2 separate regions of the Zea mays genome follow, and region 2 is linked to region 1. A link is a contact called in public Hi-C data. All regions are on one chromosome and are shown on one strand. Each heading gives the region's core, a stretch centred on a gene start, on an enhancer-like site or on the middle of the called end of the contact. The rest is flanking DNA. Distances are from core to core; before and after follow the strand shown. Region 1 holds the start of LOC103642624. Region 2 holds the start of LOC100192090 (putative thaumatin domain family protein).

Region 1 (5,307 bases), core at 2,288-4,787:
ACTTGTAGAATAACTATTGGAGAACAATTCTTATTGAGTGTGATAGCCCTGAAACCATATGCTACCAGGAGAAAAAGTGGTTCGAATAGAGCTGTCAGATTTGTGGATTTCAGACTTAGTACCAAATCAGGGTCTGAATTTTTGTGTGTTGGTGCAAAATTTGAACTTTGGTAGTTTGGAATACACAAGGTTTTAGATAAGGGACATTATGCCAAACTTGTAGAACAACAATAGGAGTACCAAATTGATTAAGCTACTTAACCCTAAAGCCATATGGAACTTGTTGTAAAACTTGCTCAAAAGTGAACTGTCAGATTCTGAGTTTCAGACTTAATGTTATATCTGAATTTGAAATCTTTGTATTTTGGAGCAACTTTGGAATCTGTTTGTGGCTGATTCATACAGTTATTGACTAGGGTCTCAGTACCAAAGTGGAAGACCATGTGTTGGGGTGTAAGTTTGGTTAAGGGTCATACCCCTAAAGTGACTTTGAACTTGGAGAAAAGGTGATCTAAAGTGAGGTTGGCAGGTTCGGAGTTTTCAGATGGTGATAGTTCTGTCTGAAATTTCAGTATTTTGTGGCTGTTTTGGAGGTCCTCTGTGGCTAATCCATGAAGCTTTATGTTGTGATTCCTGTAGAAGAGTTGTAGACCATAAGTGGGTGGACAAGTATCTTTAAGGGTGAGGGGCATGATTCTACACAAAAAGTGGAGAAACAGTCGCTCAAACTTGGATTGTCAGTTTACTAGTGACCGATGTTTTGGTTCAGATTCTGAACCTTGAATGACAACAAGTTGCCCATTTTGGGGCTCTCTAGAATTTGATCCATGTACATTTGGTCTGGGACAACTATAGCAAACTTGGAGAGCATTAGTTGGTGAGTAAGTTTCCTATTGTGAGGCTGTGGTTCTACATGACTGCTGGAGTAAAAGTGGTCAAAAGACGGTCTGTCAGGTGTTTGGGATTCAGACTTATTGTTAAAACTAAGTCTGAATCTGTGTATTTTTACCAACCTTTGGAGCTCTATGGTAGTTAATCCAAGGATATTTGGGTTAGGAATTTTATAAAAAGTGAAGGACCAAGTGTAGGTGAACAAATTTGATGTGAAGAGCTCGGCTTATTACTGCATAAAAGTTAGAGAAAAAGGGGGTGCAAAAATCTATGTCAGGTTTGGTAGGTGCTGTTTCAGCTAACTGAAAAAGGACTTTTCTTTGATTTTGCTCTACTTTGGTGCTTCATAAAAATTGTTCTGAATGTTTTGAACCTAGGGGTGCTATACCAAAGTGGTAGAGCTATATCTAAGGAATAACTTTGGTAATGTGACCTTGGTCTGTTGCTGTGTAAAAAATGGAGTAAAGTGTTCCAAAATCTTCCCTGACAGACATATGGTTTCAATCTACCAGAACTGAACTTTTAAGTATCCCCACCCCAATTTGGAGCACTATAGTTCTTGATCTATTTACTTGTAATCTTGGGATGCTGCAACAATCTTGTAGAGCTATGGTTAAAGAACAAGTTTTGTTAATTAAGCTTGACCTGTTGCCATATGAAATTGAGAGGTGACATGGATTAAATATGGAGGTGAGCAAAAGGAGCAACAAGCCTGATGCAGTGGATGCAATGCTGGTTTGAGTAGCTGAAAAAGAATCCCCTCTCCCTGTTATGGTTGCACTTGTGTGTATAGTTGGAGATATGGAGGAAGTATATGGACAAGGATCTAGAGGCCCCTCCCAATTGGGAAGTATCAAGTTTGGACTGGGCTGTGCTGGACAGTAAGGCTGTTTTAGTGGAGTTCATTACTGAATTGGAAATTGAAGATCTTTCCCCTCCCTGCTGGTTTCTCTAGTGTGCTCGAGTTGATATATGGTTGGGCTGGTCAACAAAGGTTCTAGAGGCCTCAGCCGTAGAAAGTATCCCAGTATGGAGGGATTCAAAATATCAGTGTGGAGATAAGAAGTGGAGTGTTCTGAACATTGTGTAATAACTGAAGTTTGGATCAGTTTGAGGGGAAAGGAAAATATCACCTTTGGACTCATTTGAGCCTGCCCTCGGTGGAGATCTTATCTGCCCGAACACCACCATATCGCGCTCCTCCCAATTCTTTCTCATGCGATGCATCGGCGGCTCCTCCGCTTCATCGAGGTTGGCGTCGCCTCCTCTCTCCCGCAATGGCTCATCCAGTCACCGCCGAGAACCACGTCGACATGTGCTATACCTAGATCAACACCGGTCGTACTCTTCCCACGACGCGTTCTCCCTCTCACGGCTTGTTCGGTTCTAGCTCAATCCATATAAATTGAGGGGGTTTCAATCCCTAATAAGTCAAAATATTTCTCAATCCGTATTAATCCCCTCCAATCCATATAGATTAAAAATAACCGAACAAGCCCTCACTGGTGCCCTTCGCAGCGGAGTTATTTGAATTTGTAACACTCTCGTCGCGCGGCTTCGCCACTTTATAACTCCGCAACCGTGCTTCGCCAGTTTGGTATTATGGACGAAACCCCCGCGCCGTTTTGGTACTGTTAATGTCCCGGCCTCTGTAACCTTTTCTTACCTACGGTAAAAGTCATTGTTGCCCCTCGCTGTAACCACGGCGCCCCTCGGTGAAAACCTAACTCTCATCCCTTTCCACGGCGCCGCCACTTCCCGTCGAGCTCGATCCTCCGATAGTGCTCTTCCTCCGATGGCGGCTCCGTCGAGGGGGAAGAAACGCCTAGTGGTCGACGTCGATGTGGACTTGAAGTGCATGTGTGCTGATCCACGATTACTGTAACCTGCACACAGAAAGGAATCATTGTGAGCTTCCCTAATTTCATCCACTATCGAGAGTACAATAAATGTGTGCTAAAACATTACTCACCACTACTGTGGGAGACCCGGCATTCTGTAGCCTTGCATTGATTCTCCATGGACAATCACCTCCTTTGCAATAAGCTCTATATCTGAAAGGTGAGCTTGACTCAATTCCTAACTCGAACTCATTACTGATCGCATACTGCCTCATAGCCAGCCTGAATTCTTTCATATCCTTGTACAAACTACCAATCTTCATTATTGGATTTGATCTGTTGCAAACAAATACCCTTTCTTGTGGTATGCAATCATTGCAGGGCAAAGCAACAGTTTCATCATCAATTTCATCGCTTCCGCGGACACCAAACGATCTACTAGTAAAAGCATCTTGCCTTTCAGTAGTTTCACGTTCATCTTCTGCTAGCAATCCTAACCGATCATAAAGCACTGACTCTGAGGCAGTCTGTTGTTCTCCTTCTTCCCATCTATCATCAATCTGTATTGCCCCCCAATCAATTTCTAATACCTGAAACCAAAGGATAATACACCTATGAAGTACTAGGCACAGGTACTAAACACAATAAACTGCTGTATACTGTAAATTGAATCAAACCTCCATTGTATGTTGCTCCCTAAAAAGAAAATTTAGGGGATCCGACAAATCCGAGGTCCTGACCGGTGCATCCACTCTTTCCACCGGAGAACCAGTGGGAAGGCAAGGAAGGGGTGCCTCCGAGCTCATAACCGGTAAAACTTGAGTTGAATCCGGGGAGTGGGCGGAGTTTTCTATCTCCATGCAGCCGGGGCAGGGGAACCAGTAGCCAGACGGCTGCGCGGGATGCAGAGGGCGGCTCGGGCGATTCTCTTTCTTCAGACGGGGGCGCGGGCACCAGCTCCTTGCTCACACGGCGCGGGCACTAGCTCCTTGCTCACGCGGGATGCAGAGGGCGGACATTGCAGACGGCGGTGCAGAGTCTCCGGCGGCGCGGGCGAGTCTGAAGAAATAGGAGTGTGCAGTCAGCAAGAGCGGACTAGGGGTACTTTAGTCCACGGCTGTACACAAGCGCAACAAAACGGACGCTTACAGAGGACGGGACATTAACAGTACCTAAATGGCGCGGGTGTTTCCTCCATAATACCAAACTGGCGAAGCACGGCTGCAGAGTTACAAAGTGGCGAAGCCGCGCAACGATAGTGTTACAAATTCAAATAACTCCGCGCGACGATAGTGTTACAAATTCAAATAACTCCTTCGCAGCGGAGGCCGGCTCGCCGTCGCGGAGGAAGGAAAGTGCTCTTAGCCGCAGAGGACGCCTCGCCGTCTCGGAAGACGCGGAGGTCCTCGCTGGACCCTAGAGTACCACTGTCAGGACGCCGCCAAGGTCCAATTCGGAGGCGGCTACGTCGGATTAAACCACGTTGGCCGGTGTTACGGCGAGATCAACGACGGTCGTCTTCTCCCGCCGACGCCTCCTCTCTCCCACTGGGACCCTTCGCTGCGGAGGTTGTCTCACCGTTGCGGAGGACACAAAAGGCCTAGCAGGTGAGGCGGCTGCCGTAGGAACCACAGCTCAGATGTCGCCAAGCTCCATTTCCGTGGCGACTACGTTTTGCTGGTTTCTTCTGACTTGAGCAGAGATTCGAATGAACCAAATTTGACTCCAGCTATATTAGAGTGATGGGCAATGCTAGCAAGAAGAAGCAGCTGGAGCTGCCGGCCGCCTCCACTGATGCCAAAGTGCAGTGCCCTCACTATAAAAGTGATGCTGTCAAGTTTAACTGATCCTTACAACAACTTTAACTACTAAGGAAGTTCATTTGTGTGCGCTCTATGGAAAGCATTCCAAATCAAAAAAAAAAAGTTGATGGGAGAAAAAGGATGTAGCTACCAAGCATTCCAAAATTTGAGTATTTTTGCATTGCAGTAGTTGATTTTGTGGTGTTGGTAAGTAACTAGGTGGCCATGCAAAAGTGCATGCCATGAAGCATAACCATTGGTTGGTTGTTTCATTTGATGATTCTTCTGTAGGCTATTGTATTTCTTTTGACCGGAGTTTTGTAATTAGTATCTTCCAATCTGGATCTCTTTGTGATGAGGATTCCATAGTTAGTGTTGTTAAAGAGCTGTCAAGCCGTGGAGATAAATTGTGTTTCAGTTCCATCTTACAATGTCTCCTGGCCATTGGTATAATGCGCAGGAGGATGGGTCCAGATAATCGGATAAAAGGGTCTCTTACAACTCCTTTAAAGAGGCTTTTAAAATTAATGACCAGCACGGATGGAGTTTTTCTTATGAGTTTCTTGGAAGTTTAAGGAACCTTTGTTAAATCCTGTTTAGGCTCACTTTCATTATTCTGGCCATGGCTGTCATCACCACCAGACACAAGCTCATCATTCATAATACTGCAGCTCTATACTTTGATTGAATTGAAAAGATTAAAAGCTACCATCGGAGTGCCGGTAGTTGGACTTGATGAGACCTGCAGTGAGAGAACAATGAAAGAAGAGCAT
Region 2 (5,040 bases), core at 1,009-3,508, 390 kb before region 1:
AGTGTGACAAGCTTCACTTACAAAGGGTGCCACAAGAATCACTCAAATGGTGCACTCTAACTAACTACGATTCCACTAGAGTTGCTCATTATGATCTTCCGCAAGTTGCTCAATGATCATGCACCCAATAATCACTTTTTTGGAGTCGACAACAATAACTAAAGTTGCTCAATGATCATGCACTACCTCCAAGATAATTAGGTGACGTCGTGACGACAACCATTAAGAGTAACAGGAATCCTGTACCTCAACTCAATATATAGTGCCACTTGATGCTATAACTCAGAGCTAACGAACTAGAATCTCTCCCAATCCAAACTTGAACCAAGTGATGAACAAAGATATGAGTGGGAAGTATTTACCTAGGCTCACAAGGGTGCTCAATAGGTTAAAGTTTCAAGAGATACATACTAAGGCCATTCAAACTCTATTTATAAGCCTCTATGAGAGAAGGACTTGTAGGGCTCCTTACTGTTGAAAAGTCGGGGGTGTCGGACGATATGACACTAATATGATGACGTATAGACACGCCACATGTACTAGCCATTTTAAATGTGATCGGTGTTGTCCAAATGACACTCAGCCCTAATCACTAGCGTATGATTCGACACCGAGAGTCCAACGGTCATTAGACTAAAGAGTAGTATTGATTGACTCTTTGGCCCCATGTAGAGAGGTTCTAGAGACACTTTTTTCCCATTGGACTAGGTCAACACCATTTGTGAGACCAACACATAGGAACCAATAATGTAGTTTGAACTCGTCCACATGCTTGGCAGTGGGCCATATAGGTAGGGCTGAAAAATAAGTTTGAGGCTCATGAAACGGCTTAAGCTCGGCTCGGCTCGGAGTGGCTCGCGAGCCTCGAGCGAGCCAAGCCGAGTCGAGCCGAGCTAACTCGTTCCAGCTCGCGAACTGGCTCGCGGGCTACACCAACTGTGCAGAATTAATCAATCTATAGAATCATAATAGGTTATTTCTTAGTCTTTAATGATGGATATATGACAATTCAAATTTTAGATTGCTCCTAATATTGGATAATGGTTCTATATTTCATGTTTAAATACTATTAATTTAATAAATCATCCAATCTATAGAATCATAATGGGTTTATTTCTTAGTCTTTGATGACGAATAGGTGAATATTGCACCTGGTCTGCCACTACCTTGTTAATATAGTGTACCTAGGGTTAACCGTTGGAAGGTCCGATGCTTGTGCAGTTAGGGTCCAACGCGCTGTTTCTCTTTTTTCTCTCAAATATGTCAACTCCAAAAGTGTTCCAAACACTTGTGCATGTGAATTTTATATTCACAAACATTGTAAATGTTTTTTTACATTCTCACTATGTACAATACATATGCATAGAGTAAATCCACCCAATGGCAAAAGTTTTCCTCTTTATAGTATGATTATCTATTCTAAACTGAATCTACACTCTATTGTTTTTTACTGGCAAATAAAAAATGCCCCTAGCTAGATTCTAAACCGAATCTACACTCAGATAACATATGTTTGTGAATTTGCAAACCCATACATGTTGACCGTTTGTCAACCTTTTTTTTTCTATGTTATACCCCGAAGAGAAGAAAAGACAAGAATGTTTCCTTCCATCGTTCTTACAACAAATGAAAGGCACTTTTCTGGTCCATCTGTTTGTTTGGAGCCAGCAAAGAGTTTCATCATTTGCCAACTTTCTCTTATTTGCGCCCTCCGAAAAGAATCCTCAGCCTTTATCAGTTCACCAGTCAATTGACTTATGCAGAGACAAGGTTCAGGCACGGACAGTAAGTTCAGGCCTCCAGGGCAGAGCGCCACCAAACCCGCACCAAATCGAAAAGGGAGCGAGATCTAGACCAATTTAATACTCCTGTATGTGATCGGTGGATTAAAGCGATGACGATCCGTGCATGAAGTCATCGATCCAGTTCGTACAGCTAGCTAAGCTGGCAAATTAGCTGCTGCATGATGCAGAGCGCAGCTATAGAATGATAGATAGCTCACGCCAAGCGTGAGGGACCGACATAAATTCGCCGAAAAGGTGCAAACTTTTTCTTCATCTGTCGCCTGCCTGCCCTTTTCTCTCTTCAACGCATCTTCTTTCTATTCTACAACCACCGTACCTGCTTGGGGCTAGCTTCTTGATTTTGCTTGAGATGCAGTATATACGTGCAAGACAGATATCAGCAGATTATATATATAGCAGCGTAGAAGTCCTGTGGTTGCCCGATTATCTGATTCTGTGATCGAGATCGAGGCCGATCGGCCAGGTTTCTTGTGCGTGCGCTCTGCTACTGCCATGGCGGTAGCTCACCTTCTTCTCCAACTCTCTGCCGGAGTCAATGGAGCTAGCAGGAACAGGATGCTCATTCCAGCCATTCTTTCGATTCTTCAGCTTATTCACCTCGCAGGTGCGGTGCGGTGGGATTCTTTTTCATTCCCATATGTTGTTGCTCTTTGTTTGTGTGTCATTTTTTTTGTTTGGTGCTATTTTTTTATTTAATTATTTTGATTCAGCATTGCCGCGGAGAAAAACCTGATTTCATCATTGGTTCTGGACTTCTGGTCTGTGCGTGAAATTGGATTCACATCAAGTTTTTGTTTCCTATAATCTGCACTTCTGATCAACTCATTTTCTTTTCTTTGTTTAGCTCGTTTAATTGTATTCTTTCATGATTTTTATTCTTTTCCTTCTATAGAAAGTTAGAAACAACCCTTCCATGATTTCTCTGTTCTCTCTGCGTTCATTTTTGAATATGTAGCGCTAGGCGTGGACGGAGCGGCGTCGTTCAGGTTCACCAACGCTTGCCAGCACCCGGTGTGGGTGGGCGCGCTCCACGGCGCCAGCTCGCCGCCGCTCGCAAGCTCGGGCTTCTACCTGGCGCGGTCCGCCACGTCCCGCCTGGACGCGCCGTCGTCAGGGACATGGTCCGGCACGTTCTGGGCGCGCACGGGCTGCGCGGTCGATTCCGCAACCGGCCGCTTCTCCTGCGCCACGGCCGACTGCGGCACGGGCGACGTCGCCTGCCAGGGCCGCGGGCCGGCGCCGCCGGTCTCGCTCGTCGAGGTCACGCTCGCAGCGCCGGGGAGCGGCGGGCAGGACTTCTACGATGTTAGCCTCGTCGACGGCTTCAACGTGCCGGTGCGCGTGGCGCCCTCGGGCGGCGGTGGCGACTGTCGCCCCGCGGCGTGCGCGGGCGACGTGAACGCGATGTGCCCCGCGGACCTCCGCGTCGTCGCCTCGTCCGGCAGCGGCGGCGTCGTGGCGTGCAAGAGCGCGTGCAGCGCCTACGGCAGCGCGCGCTACTGCTGCACCGGCCAGTACGGCACGCCGGCGACGTGCCGACCGACCAACTACTCGCAGGTGTTCAAGAGCGCATGCCCGTCGGCGTACAGCTACGCCTACGACGACACCAGCAGCACCTTCACCTGTTCCGGCGCTTCCAGCTATGACGTCACCTTCTGCCCTGGGACCGGGAGCTAGTTGTGAAAATCCATCACGGGAAGGGTTAATAAAAGAGCGCACCAGACTAGATATTTTTCTTCAAAACTTTATAGGGAAAGATCAAGTAGAATTGACACACGGATGAATGTGGTTCATATCCTTCAAAACTTTATGTTTAGAATTCTATGTATGTGTTGTTTGATTCTAGTTAATTTGCGTCCAGGCGTATTTCTGAGCGAAGGAACGTGTCCGTGGGTAAAACTGAGCAAGAAGAAAAACATAAGATAAAATTGAGTACTTAGGTACAACTAAGGGCACCAATATAAAAATCCCTAAAAAATAATAGAATTGAAATAGCCGTGTCACTTCCTACTATACTTATGCATTCATGGCTTTCTATATTTTGAATTGGGAACAAAACATACCCGAAAATTGCTCATCAGCAGTAATAGTATTCATTCGTACAACAGTAATCTTTCACACAACAAATGTCTAGGCAAACATCAGGATCTTCGTTGCAGTTCTTTTTCTTTTTTTCTTTGCCGAGCTTTTCACATGGACAATCGTCGTCGTCGTCGTGGTTGTTGTTGTTGTTGTTGTTGTTGTTGTTGTTGTTGTTGTTGTTGTTGTTGTTGTTGTTGTTGTTGTTGTTGTTGTCGCCGTCAAATGGTGGAGGATCACTGATGCTGGTTTCCCCAATTTGAAACGGGCCAGCGTGCTCGGCCACAATCCACAGGATGGTTGTGAGCTCACCACCCCGGGCAAGCTGCTTGGCATGGGAGTCCTTGCTGCAGCGGGTGGCCGCATACAAGATCTTATCCACCCACACGTCAAACATGAGATCCAGTAGTTCCTCCATCTGATCCTTTTTCACTTTTAACAGCTCAGTGGCAAGCTGACATGCGACAAAGATAAGACGCCGATTAGCGTCGACCGAGGCTTGGTTGTGGCCAGACATCTCTTTCTGCACTAGTTCAGCAAGCTTCGCCTTTCTAGCTGCGTGACAGGGGACACATTTCTCACCAGCCTTTCGACGAACCCCTGACCCTGAGTCCTTCAAAGCTTTGCAGGTGACCTCGAACAGCTTCCGGAGCTCTAGTCCCGGCAGCATGCTCGGGCGTACAGCAAGCAGAAACATGAGGTAGTCCGACAGCGCCTCGACTGCTCCCAGATACTTGTTGGCCTTGTCCTTGAGCAGCTGTCGATCGCTGCGGGCGAGGAAGATGGTGGTGCCGATGTGCCACAAGAGGACGTCCTCTTGGAACTCACGGCCGAAAATACCCAGCTTGATGCCTTTGAGCTTGTCCCGCTTTCTTCTTCTCTTGACCGCCTCCTGGCCCCAGAGTGTGGTGATGTCCTCCATGGAGTAGCGGCGGTCAGCACTGCCGGACAGTCTCTGCTGAATCCGCTCGAACAGCACCTTCTGGGCTCTTCGCTCGAGCTCAGAGCCTCAGAGATGCACCTCGAGTGCTGGTATTCCTTCCAGATGTCCTCCAATCTGAGGTTGCTGGCCAGCCAGGTGCACAGGCGCTCCACCATGGATGGACGCCGGGTGCACTCAGCCAGCAAGTCGTACCTCCCAACTCTTCCAGACCAC

What was found. Hi-C and Micro-C count contacts between places; a contact is called where the count stands out from the background.
Region 2: a contact with region 1 is called in a Hi-C map of leaf mesophyll, with 2.5 times the contacts expected there. The contact joins the promoter of LOC100192090 here to the promoter of LOC103642624 in region 1. A contact is called at or near these places in 5 of 25 Hi-C or Micro-C datasets (bundle sheath, leaf, leaf mesophyll and 1 more).

The regions. Positions count from the first base shown.
Region 1 is chr10:92,813,070-92,818,376 of Zm-B73-REFERENCE-NAM-5.0, reverse strand. LOC103642624 reads right to left here and starts at 3,537. Exons shown (of 3, transcript XM_008665853.2): 1 at 3,410-3,537; 2 at 2,864-3,322; 3 at 2,622-2,777. The coding sequence starts at 3,415. The coding sequence ends at 2,622.
Region 2 is chr10:93,204,817-93,209,856 of Zm-B73-REFERENCE-NAM-5.0, reverse strand. It overlaps LOC100192090 (putative thaumatin domain family protein), which reads left to right and starts at 2,258. Exons shown (of 2, transcript NM_001137513.1): 1 at 2,258-2,409; 2 at 2,761-3,606. The coding sequence starts at 2,298. The coding sequence ends at 3,482. It overlaps LOC103642628, which reads right to left. Exons shown (of 2, transcript XM_020546007.3): 2 at 3,965-5,040. The coding sequence ends at 4,539.